2 separate regions of the Mus musculus genome follow, and region 2 is linked to region 1. The links are chromatin contacts, called in public HiChIP or PLAC-seq maps. All regions are on one chromosome and are shown on one strand. The core of a region is the stretch at or near the end of the contact, and the rest is flanking DNA. Distances in the headings are between cores, read along the strand shown. Region 1 has its middle 94 kb from the start of Prlr. Region 2 overlaps Prlr (prolactin receptor).

What was found. HiChIP or PLAC-seq counts read pairs in DNA pulled down with a chosen protein or histone mark.
Region 2: a contact with region 1 is called in a RAD21 HiChIP or PLAC-seq map of pro-B cells, with 5 times the contacts expected there. The contact joins two enhancer-like sites. A contact is called at or near these places in 2 of 15 datasets of contacts at CTCF or cohesin (large pre-B cells and pro-B cells), 16 of 484 Hi-C or Micro-C datasets (the C10 cell line, Th1 cells, embryonic stem cells and 5 more) and 2 of 115 datasets of contacts at active chromatin or transcription factors (embryonic stem cells and large pre-B cells).

What each region holds. Positions count from the first base shown.
Region 1 is chr15:10,081,373-10,085,976 of GRCm38.p6, forward strand. No RefSeq gene overlaps it. Among named protein-coding and RNA genes, the nearest start is that of Prlr, 94 kb to the right of the region's middle. Within about 2 kb of position 1,454, at least 2 of the 459 cell types and tissues checked have an H3K27ac peak or open chromatin away from gene starts, as enhancers often do. A contact at or near this core is called in pro-B cells, where this site is marked.
Region 2 is chr15:10,311,398-10,315,739 of GRCm38.p6, forward strand. Prlr (prolactin receptor) reads left to right here. Exons shown (of 10, transcript NM_011169.5): 3 at 2,768-2,876. The coding sequence starts at 2,822. Among named protein-coding and RNA genes, the nearest start is that of Gm41269, 44 kb to the right of the region's middle. Within about 2 kb of position 2,949, at least 3 of the 459 cell types and tissues checked have an H3K27ac peak or open chromatin away from gene starts, as enhancers often do. A contact at or near this core is called in pro-B cells, where this site is marked.

The DNA of each region.
Region 1 (4,604 bases), core at 204-2,703:
TGGCCTCAAGTTTATGATGCTCCTATCCCAAAATTTTAAATACTGAAATTAGTGCCATGACACCTGACCTCCAAAAATGGCATTTGAGCATCTGAAATAAGATTAATGGCTTCTGAATAATTAAAATCCATCTTGTTTTAATTATAATTAATGTGTCATTTAACAGTGAACATAACAGATGACTCCTGCAAAAAATGCATCGTCAGGCAATTTTGTTGTAAAACTACAAATATATACTTAAAATTAGATGATGTACCCTACTGTGTACATCCTTTGGCTATATAGTAATGACACCATGTTACATGTAATTTTCGTGTAGTCTTTTCTATTGATATGATAAGATATCATGACCAAGACAATGTATAAAAGAAAGAGTTTAATTGGGTTTATTCCTTAAAGAATAAAGACATGGTGGTAGGCAGTTGGAGCAACTGCTGAGAGCTCACATCACAGAAGTAGAAGGCAAAGAGCACATGAGAAAGTACATGGGTCCTTTGACACCAGTGACACACGTCTTTCAACAAGGCCACACCTCCTAATCCTTCCCCAACATTTCTACTAATTAGAGACTAAAAATTCACACATGAGCATCTGGGGACCATTCTTTAAACACAACCCATCATCAACTGAAACACTATGGAACATATGACCATAATTTGAACCAGGCTACCTTGTAGGGCTATATAAATTGAATCTCATGAACCACTGCATTTGATCTTTTGACCTAGAGGAGATTTAAAGCTACAAAAGCTGCCCCAAGAGAGCTAAGTGGTACAAGATTAAAACTTGAAATATTTTATTTGAGCTCACAAGCTATGTTGGTGTCTCAATATCCACATAAACTTTGAAACTGGTTCAAGTAGTTGTCAGTATAATTCCTTTTCCATGGCTTCTAAAGATGTTTCTATGTGTGACCTGGAACATCTTTCAGGATCTACAGAGAGTTTGAGAGTTAAAAAGATCTGACCAGTGTTGAACCAGGGACATGCACACTGTGGACACTGCTAAAGGTGGCTCTTCTCCAAAACCACCTTCCTGAGAATCATATCTGTCTCTACTTCACTTTCCTCACTGGTTATGAAATTCCTGCTCCACACTTATTAGCCCTTCATTGTGGAAAAATGTGCACTGATCTACAGCCAAAGGATGTCTCCTTTTCTCAACCACTAGGAAATCCTGTAGCACTTTAAAACTCTTTCTGTTACAGCTGTTCAAAGAGACACCAAAGAGTAAGCTTGAAATCCATAACAACAGGGATTTTTTGTTGTTGTTGTTTATTTGTTTGTCTTTGAGGGTTCCCAGCAGAAAAACTCCCATTGTAAAAAAAAAAAAAAAAAAAGAAAAGAAAAGAAAAAGAAAAAAGAAAGAAATCACTGGTGTGTGCCCACATGTTTCCAGGCTCTCATCTTGTGTAGAATTCAATATTTTAAATGGTACCCATGGGACTCCCTATTATGAATGAGGATACAGATGTCTGACACTTCAATAGTTATGAGAAGGCTCAAATTTACTAATTAGTCTTAGTGGATTGCAGTCCCTTTATGAGATGTTTTTGCTTTATTTTTTAAATTTTTTGCTTTTGAAAGGGTCTGTATTTATTCCCTTAAAACGTAGTACACATACTTATAAGGTACATGTCTTAGTGTTCCTTTGCAGTGAGGAGACACCATGACCATAGTAACTTCATTGAGAAAAGCATTTAGTTGGGTCTGGTATGTTTCAGGAGTTTAGTCCATTATCATCATGGCAGGAAGCATGGTGACATACAGGTAGAAACGAGGTTGGAAAGGTAGCTAAGAGTTCTATATCTGGATCCACAATGAGCCAGTGGGCCTGGCTTGACCATTTAAAACCCCCAAACCCACCCTGAGTGACACACTTCCTCCAACAAAGTCAAACCTTCTCCAACAAGGCCACAGGTCCTAACCCTTTCAAATACTTCCACTCTTATGAGGTGGTTTTCCTTAAAACCACCACAATACATACAAGTTTAAGTCACACCTAATTTATTTGGTCAATTCACCAAGGGTCTGAAGAACTTAAGGTTTAATTGTCACTTTTATCCATTAAGAGCAATCTAGGAAGAAAGGCTGTCCCCAAGTTGTACTGGATCGTTAGAAAATAGCTAAGATCCAAATGACAGAAACCCATACCAACACATAGGAAAGTAACTGCTTTCCACATATTTACCTTAATAGCTCTATTTTACTAAGTTGTTCTGTAGAGAACAGTCATTTCCAGTCCTGTTTCAGAAATAAACTTAGTTCCTGGGGAGAATAAAAAGCATCCATTGGCTATGACTTCTCCATGCCTGTGTTCCCACCCTTCCCAGGCTTTCTCTGTCCCAGTCTATAAGACCAAGTTCACAGACATAACAACATTCCTCTCTACAGATAAAGATCCCATGCCTTAAAATAGCACAGGGTTCTAAAGTTTTTAATTAGCATACACACTGTTACATTTTATTTTGACATTTTCAAGCAAAACACGCTTCTCACTAGTCACCTTTACTTTTCTTCTTACTCCTCACCACCCACTTTGTACCCTCCTAACCCCCACAAAAGTTCCCTTTGGCTTGACGTTGCATGTGTCTTACTACCCTGACACCTCCTCAGTACCTCTCTTTATCCATTCTCATGATCTACTTTGCCCCACTCACACCAACATAAACACACACACACACACACACACACACACACACACACACACACACTATAATTAGGGCCTACATATAAAAGACAGCATTTGATAGTCCTCCAACACTTTTCTTAATGTAATATTTTCCAGGAATAATAATCTAAAGCTGCATCCAGACAGTTCAGATCCAAGTATCCAAGCACTTCCCTGACACTTGACTTATTCTCTTTTTGTTGTTGTTGTTGATGATTGAGTGTTCAGTTAACCCACTTTGAGTCCTCACACTAAGAGTTCTCCCACCCACCATTCTTCTTTAGTTCTATGAATACTGACATCACATTTTAACAGATATATTTTTTCCAATTTTTTTTTGCTCCATCATTTTGTCTCCCTGTTCCTTCCTGCCTTGCTTGAAATTTGTAAATGTGAGTCTTCTCTACCTTAACCCAAGTTTCTGTACTTACTCACCAGCCTTATGTGTTGTTGTATCATGGGCTTGATCTATGAACTTTAAATGCAGAAACAAAAGGGGGTTTCTAATTATAAAATGATTACGCCAAATGTAGCATGGAAAGCCATGGGACACTGACTGGGCATATGACCTCATTATCTCTTCACACACTTTCGGACCTTACACAGGACAGAAATACCTGGAAAGGCTGGTCCTGAGACAACAGCAGGAACCAGTCTCCTGATGAGCAGCATAATGTTTCAGCTTTCTACACTGCTCTCACTTGAATAATAACACAAACTATTGGGAAGCTGAAAACTACAGAACCAAGGTTGTGGAGCATGCCTTGAAATCCTAGCACTCAAGAAGCAGAGGTAGGTGTATGTGTGTGGGTTCTAGGCAACCCTAGTCTAACAGATCAAATTCCAGGCAAGCTAGGGCTACATAGTGATATGCTGTCTCAAAATTTAAACCTGTATAATAACAAATAAATCAGCTTGGGTTTAAAGAACATTAAATAAAAAGTCCTCACATCGAGTTTTACTATTTATTTATTTATTTATTTATTTATTTATTTATTTATTTATTTTGACAAGGACTCATGTAGCCTAGGATAGCCCTGAACTTCAACCTGTCCTACCTTCACTTCTTACATGCCAGTATTATATGCTTGTACCACAATATTTGAGCTTATGTTGTCATGTGGTCAGGGTTTCAAAGGACTTTGTGCACACATTATGCCAACTAAACTATATTCCCTAGCCCTGATTTACACTGTGTTTAGTAGTAAGATAGTTGATCAAGAGGGTGATTTCTTTAATCATATCAATGATTAAATATTTATATATTAATATTAATATATATTAAATATTTATATAGTTGAAGAGAGAGTTCTATATCATCTTTTGATAATCTAATAATTTAACTGAAGGAAATATGTTACTTGAATGATTTATGCTTTTTTTTAACCCAACTGTATAATAATGTCATCTGGCCAAGCTATCAAAATTAGATTAACTTAACTGATAAATTTCAGCACTGACATCATTCCCAGGACAACATTCTCTAAGAAAAGCCAACATGATGTCCTGTCTGCTGAAAAGGTGTGTGGACTATTTAAATATCCTAATATTCTTTGCTACTGTTTAAATTTACAGTTACCTAACTGAGAAGTTCACATACTTTGATCTAGCCTAACAAGCAGATTGCTATCTACTCCAGGATTGTACTTTCAAAACTTTCTGCTTTTTAATTGAAGTAGGAAAAAAACAGTTACTTAAATAGAAAAGAGGTTCAGTTTAAATGAAAGAATATCCTAAATGTGTTTACATATTTACTATAAATATTGAAATATTATTGAGCAAAGATAATAATTGACTTTCACTCCTTAATATCTAAATGACAATGGTGAAAATATTTAAAAACCAATGTCTGAAGTTAATATATGATGCTGAAAGATACATCTCCAGTTTATCTGGGGGAAGCTGGTGTCCAAAGTGTATTTCACAGTAAAATA
Region 2 (4,342 bases), core at 1,699-4,198, 230 kb after region 1:
AACCCCAACTGAAGCAGTCAATAAGGAGGGCCATGCTCCCTTCAACCTGGATCTGCTTGCAGTGAAGAATGGATTCAGAAAGATAAAAAAAAAAAAAAAAACTTCACTTAGTCTTGTGTCTGATTACCATAAAATCTTGTCTGTGGATCAGGAGAGGGTGTGCTCAATGCTAGGACAAAAGAACTATGTACTGTGCGATCGGGGTTAACATTGAGCATAGCCAAAATGAGTGGCCATTTTGTTTCCCTCTGAAAGTTTTCTTACCACATCATGGTTACCTTGCCAGAGGATAAGGTGAAGATTGAGTTGGGAAGTCACTGTCAAAAACGCATTGGGAATGTGTCTAATTCCTTGACACGGGCAGCTTGGGGCATTAGGAAGTGCATGGGTGTGACCAGATTCCAGCATATGTAGAAAAAAGTTATCTAATGAGAACACCAAGCATTTTTACAACTTTAATGAGAAGGATTTTTGATCCTACACCAGCAGAAGAGGAAATACAAACAAATAACTAAATCCACTCTGGCTTCTGCCTACCTGGATTCCTATCTGAGTATTTCATTTGCAAAACAGTCATAGACCTGTCTGGCAGAGGTTTCCCGATTTCACCCACGAAGGGTGATTTATAGCATGGTGATCTCAGATGTTGTTTTATGTGATGCCCAAAGGAGGAGGGAAGTTTTAACACGGGGATATTTTAGAGCACCTTCAGCCAGGAAGCAGAATCTGACTCCCAAGCCAGGCTGAGTTTAAAGTATGTTCAAGATGAAGAACGCTTCCCAGGTTATACACAAATAAGATCAACAGCATTAGACACCCTTAAGAACGAGTAGAGCCATAACTGATGACCTCTGTCTACCCTAGCTCTCTGGCTCCTGCTTACCCATGTAACCAGGTATTTTTCTCTCCATGGGTCAATTGCTCTTGTCTTATGTATCACTCTATAGAAGGGTCAGTTTCACTGTCTGTCACAGGTATCACACAACTCTTGATTTCTCAGATGCTCTGGGACTTGCCAGATCTCTCTCCCTCTCCCTCTCCCTCTCCCTCTCCCTCTCCCTCTCCCTCTCCCTCTCCCTCTCCCTCTCCCTCTCCCTCTCCCTCTCCCTCTCCCTCTCCCTCTCCCTCTCCCTCTCCCTCTCCCTCTCCCTCTCCCTCTTCCTCTCCCCCTCTCTCTCTTTCTCTCTCTCCTGTCAGCGTGTGGATAACAGTCTACTAAATCTCTCTACACTCAGTCTCTGTACCTGTTAAACCGAGCTGGTGGAAACCAATGTCTCCTTATGAGGCCATGAAAAAGACAAAATAAAATTCAAGTGATGGAAGAACTCACACCAGTGCCTGTTAGAACAAGTTCATTATTTAAAACCTATCAGAAGCTGCTGAGCACTTGGTTTAAAGAGGATGGCCCTGAGAGATTAAAAGAAGTAGGTTAGATTGAGACTGTGCTACCTAGATGTGTATTTGCAAGGAATCTAGGCAAAGCAAGCAAAAGGTCTCCAGAACTTTGCTGAGCCCATTAATGGATTGGATTCAGTTCTCAACCAGAACATTCGATAGAAGGGCACCGCTTGTTGGTATGTGCGTACCCCAAGCTTCCAGTGTCGTTAAAATGTCTATTTTTGAGTGATTCCACAGCAGTAGTGGCAGGTGTTCTACACCTTCAGAAAGCTGTCCGTTGCGTGGTATGTATTTGGCAGACAGAGCACATCCCCTGATCAGGAGGATGGATTCTGTGCCTCTGGGGGCTCATCACACATCTCTTCACAATGCTTGAAGAGTCTATGACGGAGAACTTTGCCTCCTAGATGTTCTTCCCTTGATTTAAAAATAAAATTTAAAAGGAAATGAAAACCATGTGCTTCTGGAAATTTATATGTCGTTCATCAAAATCTATTGTTTTTTTGGAGCACTGTCTGAAGTCTAATAAGACTAATGAGTCTTTTTTTTTTTAATAAAAAAAGTCTTTAAAATCTTTCTTAAAAAGGCAGGAACTTGAGAAGCTTTGAAAACGGTTCCAAAGAGTAAAAATAATAATATTAATAAATTGCTCAAAACTCTCAAGCCCTGCAAGTTCAAAATTGACTTAATACCCTGAACCCAAGAGGTTTGAATTATTACTGTTCATTGTCTCTTGTTATGGGGCTTTACAGAAGGGAGAAAGAAGCCACACGGAGGGCCACTAAAATTCATTATGAGGTTTGCTTCACAGCCATGGCCATATCCCTGGAGAGTTCCTGAACCTTCTCAGCCTGAACTTAGACAGGAACCTCCACCCTGACCATCCCACTCTCAATCTGGCAGGATCGATAAATTGACCTGGTTTATGCTCTGGATACTGGAGCAAGAACCCTCCATGAATGGTTCTCCTGTGGGGAGCACAGTCTATATTATATAAATGGGTGATGTGCTATTAGACAGCTAAACAATCATGTGGAAAGATGAATGCAGAAAATAATAAAATAATAATATAATAAAATAAAATAAAAAGCCAACAGCCTGAACTGTCTTCCTGAAGAGACTTCCCCTGAACTCTCTACACTGTTGTCTGACGACCTCTTGTGGTGAAATCTTTGCCAGCAAGTGTGAATCAGGGCTTCTTAGCCAAGCCATCCCATGTTACATTTTACTAGATTCTCTTCCCACTGTTTTGTCGCTCACATTAAGCAAGGAGCAAGAACCAGTTGCAAGCACCCAGAATAAAAGTAAATGGTGCATGTGCCTGAGCGGTTGTCATTTAACAAATGTCACCTGGTGCTTTCTCTTCCAGGGAGCCTCTGATCTATTGCCTGTAGCAAGAAGAAGGGCCAGCCTGAAGCAAAACATGTCATCTGCACTTGCTTACATGCTGCTTGTCCTCAGCATCAGCCTCCTGAATGGTAAGAGACTCTCTTCTTGCTCTCCTTGCCTGAAGTGTTTATCGGGGGGGGGGGGGGGGGGGGTGGAGAGGCTGTCTCTGTCTGTTGCAATGCAGCTGTGAGAAAGGAAGACGTCTGGGTCATGTGCTGCTACTAAATTATTTGCCACACTTCTGCATTAAAATTAATGCCTGATCTTATCATGCACCCCCTCTCTTCCATCCCCATTTTGAGAGGGCACTGAGAGGGCACTGGAGATGGACTTGCCATCCAGGTTCTTACAGTTGCCAGCTACATGACTTGAACCACTTGTGTGTCTCTCCGTGGTTTTAATTTCTCCAAAGGAGGATAGTTATATTTCACATAGTTCAGATGGATTAATGCATTTGAAAATACCTTTGGACAACCATAAAATAACACACAGGATTGCTATTACAAGGTGAGAAAGAAGTGCAGCCACTTCCAGTATGTGTGCAACTCAGAGAAACAAAATTCAGAGCTAAATGAAAAGCTGTGTGATTATCTACATAGGTTTCCCTATCTACTTCTATGTCTTTCTGGACATGTGTACTTCTGAATGTAACAATGTACATACCAACTGTTTATAGTACTGGGCTATAAATGCTTCTGTGTGAATATATGTGTATATGTGAATACCAATGAGTAACCTCTGTGTATATCGTGTACATATGTGTGTATATATATGGGGTGTGTGTGTGTACCAATATATTGCCATCATTATGCCTTTGCTTGTATTTCTCTCTGGATATGTTTATATGGATGTTATGCATTATCTGTGTATATGGAATCAGCATAGGCAAGTGTCTGCATTTCTTGGACTTGTATCATATCCCTTGTATTGCACTGAGATAGTCCATAAACTTTGTTTCCTCTAGGGACATGAAAGTAACATTTGACTACTTGTCATTTCACATCATTTCACAGCCTTACCTTTCCCCCCTAGAAGGTTGTTTGGCTTGCTTAGTTTTTCAAGACAGGATTTCTCTGTGTAGCCCTAGCTATCCTGGAACTCACTCTGTAGACCAGGCTGGCCTCAAACTCAGAAACCTGCCTGCCTCTGCCTCCTAGGATTGATGAGATTTTTTAATGAATATTTCTCTCTACATAATTTGCTTCTCCTCACCCATGGCAGAATAAAACAAGCAAAAGAAACCTTGTATTTTTGCAATGACTCCCAAAAGCACTATCCTGACAAAATCTTCCCTGGAGGATGAACAATGCTCCAAATATTGGTAGATCCACACAATGCTCACACAGATTCTTTTCAGCAGTTCTAAGCTACTGTGATGCTTTGCTGGCCAGCCCATGGCCCCATTTGGTACACCATACTAGATCATCCATTAAGTTCTTCCTTAACACATTTCGTACAGAAATGTGGTTCCTGTTCATACAGATCCCTTTGCCATGATTCCCCTGACCTGATCTGCTGGATGGGTGAGTAGCTAAAGTTCCTACCTGTGAGCCTT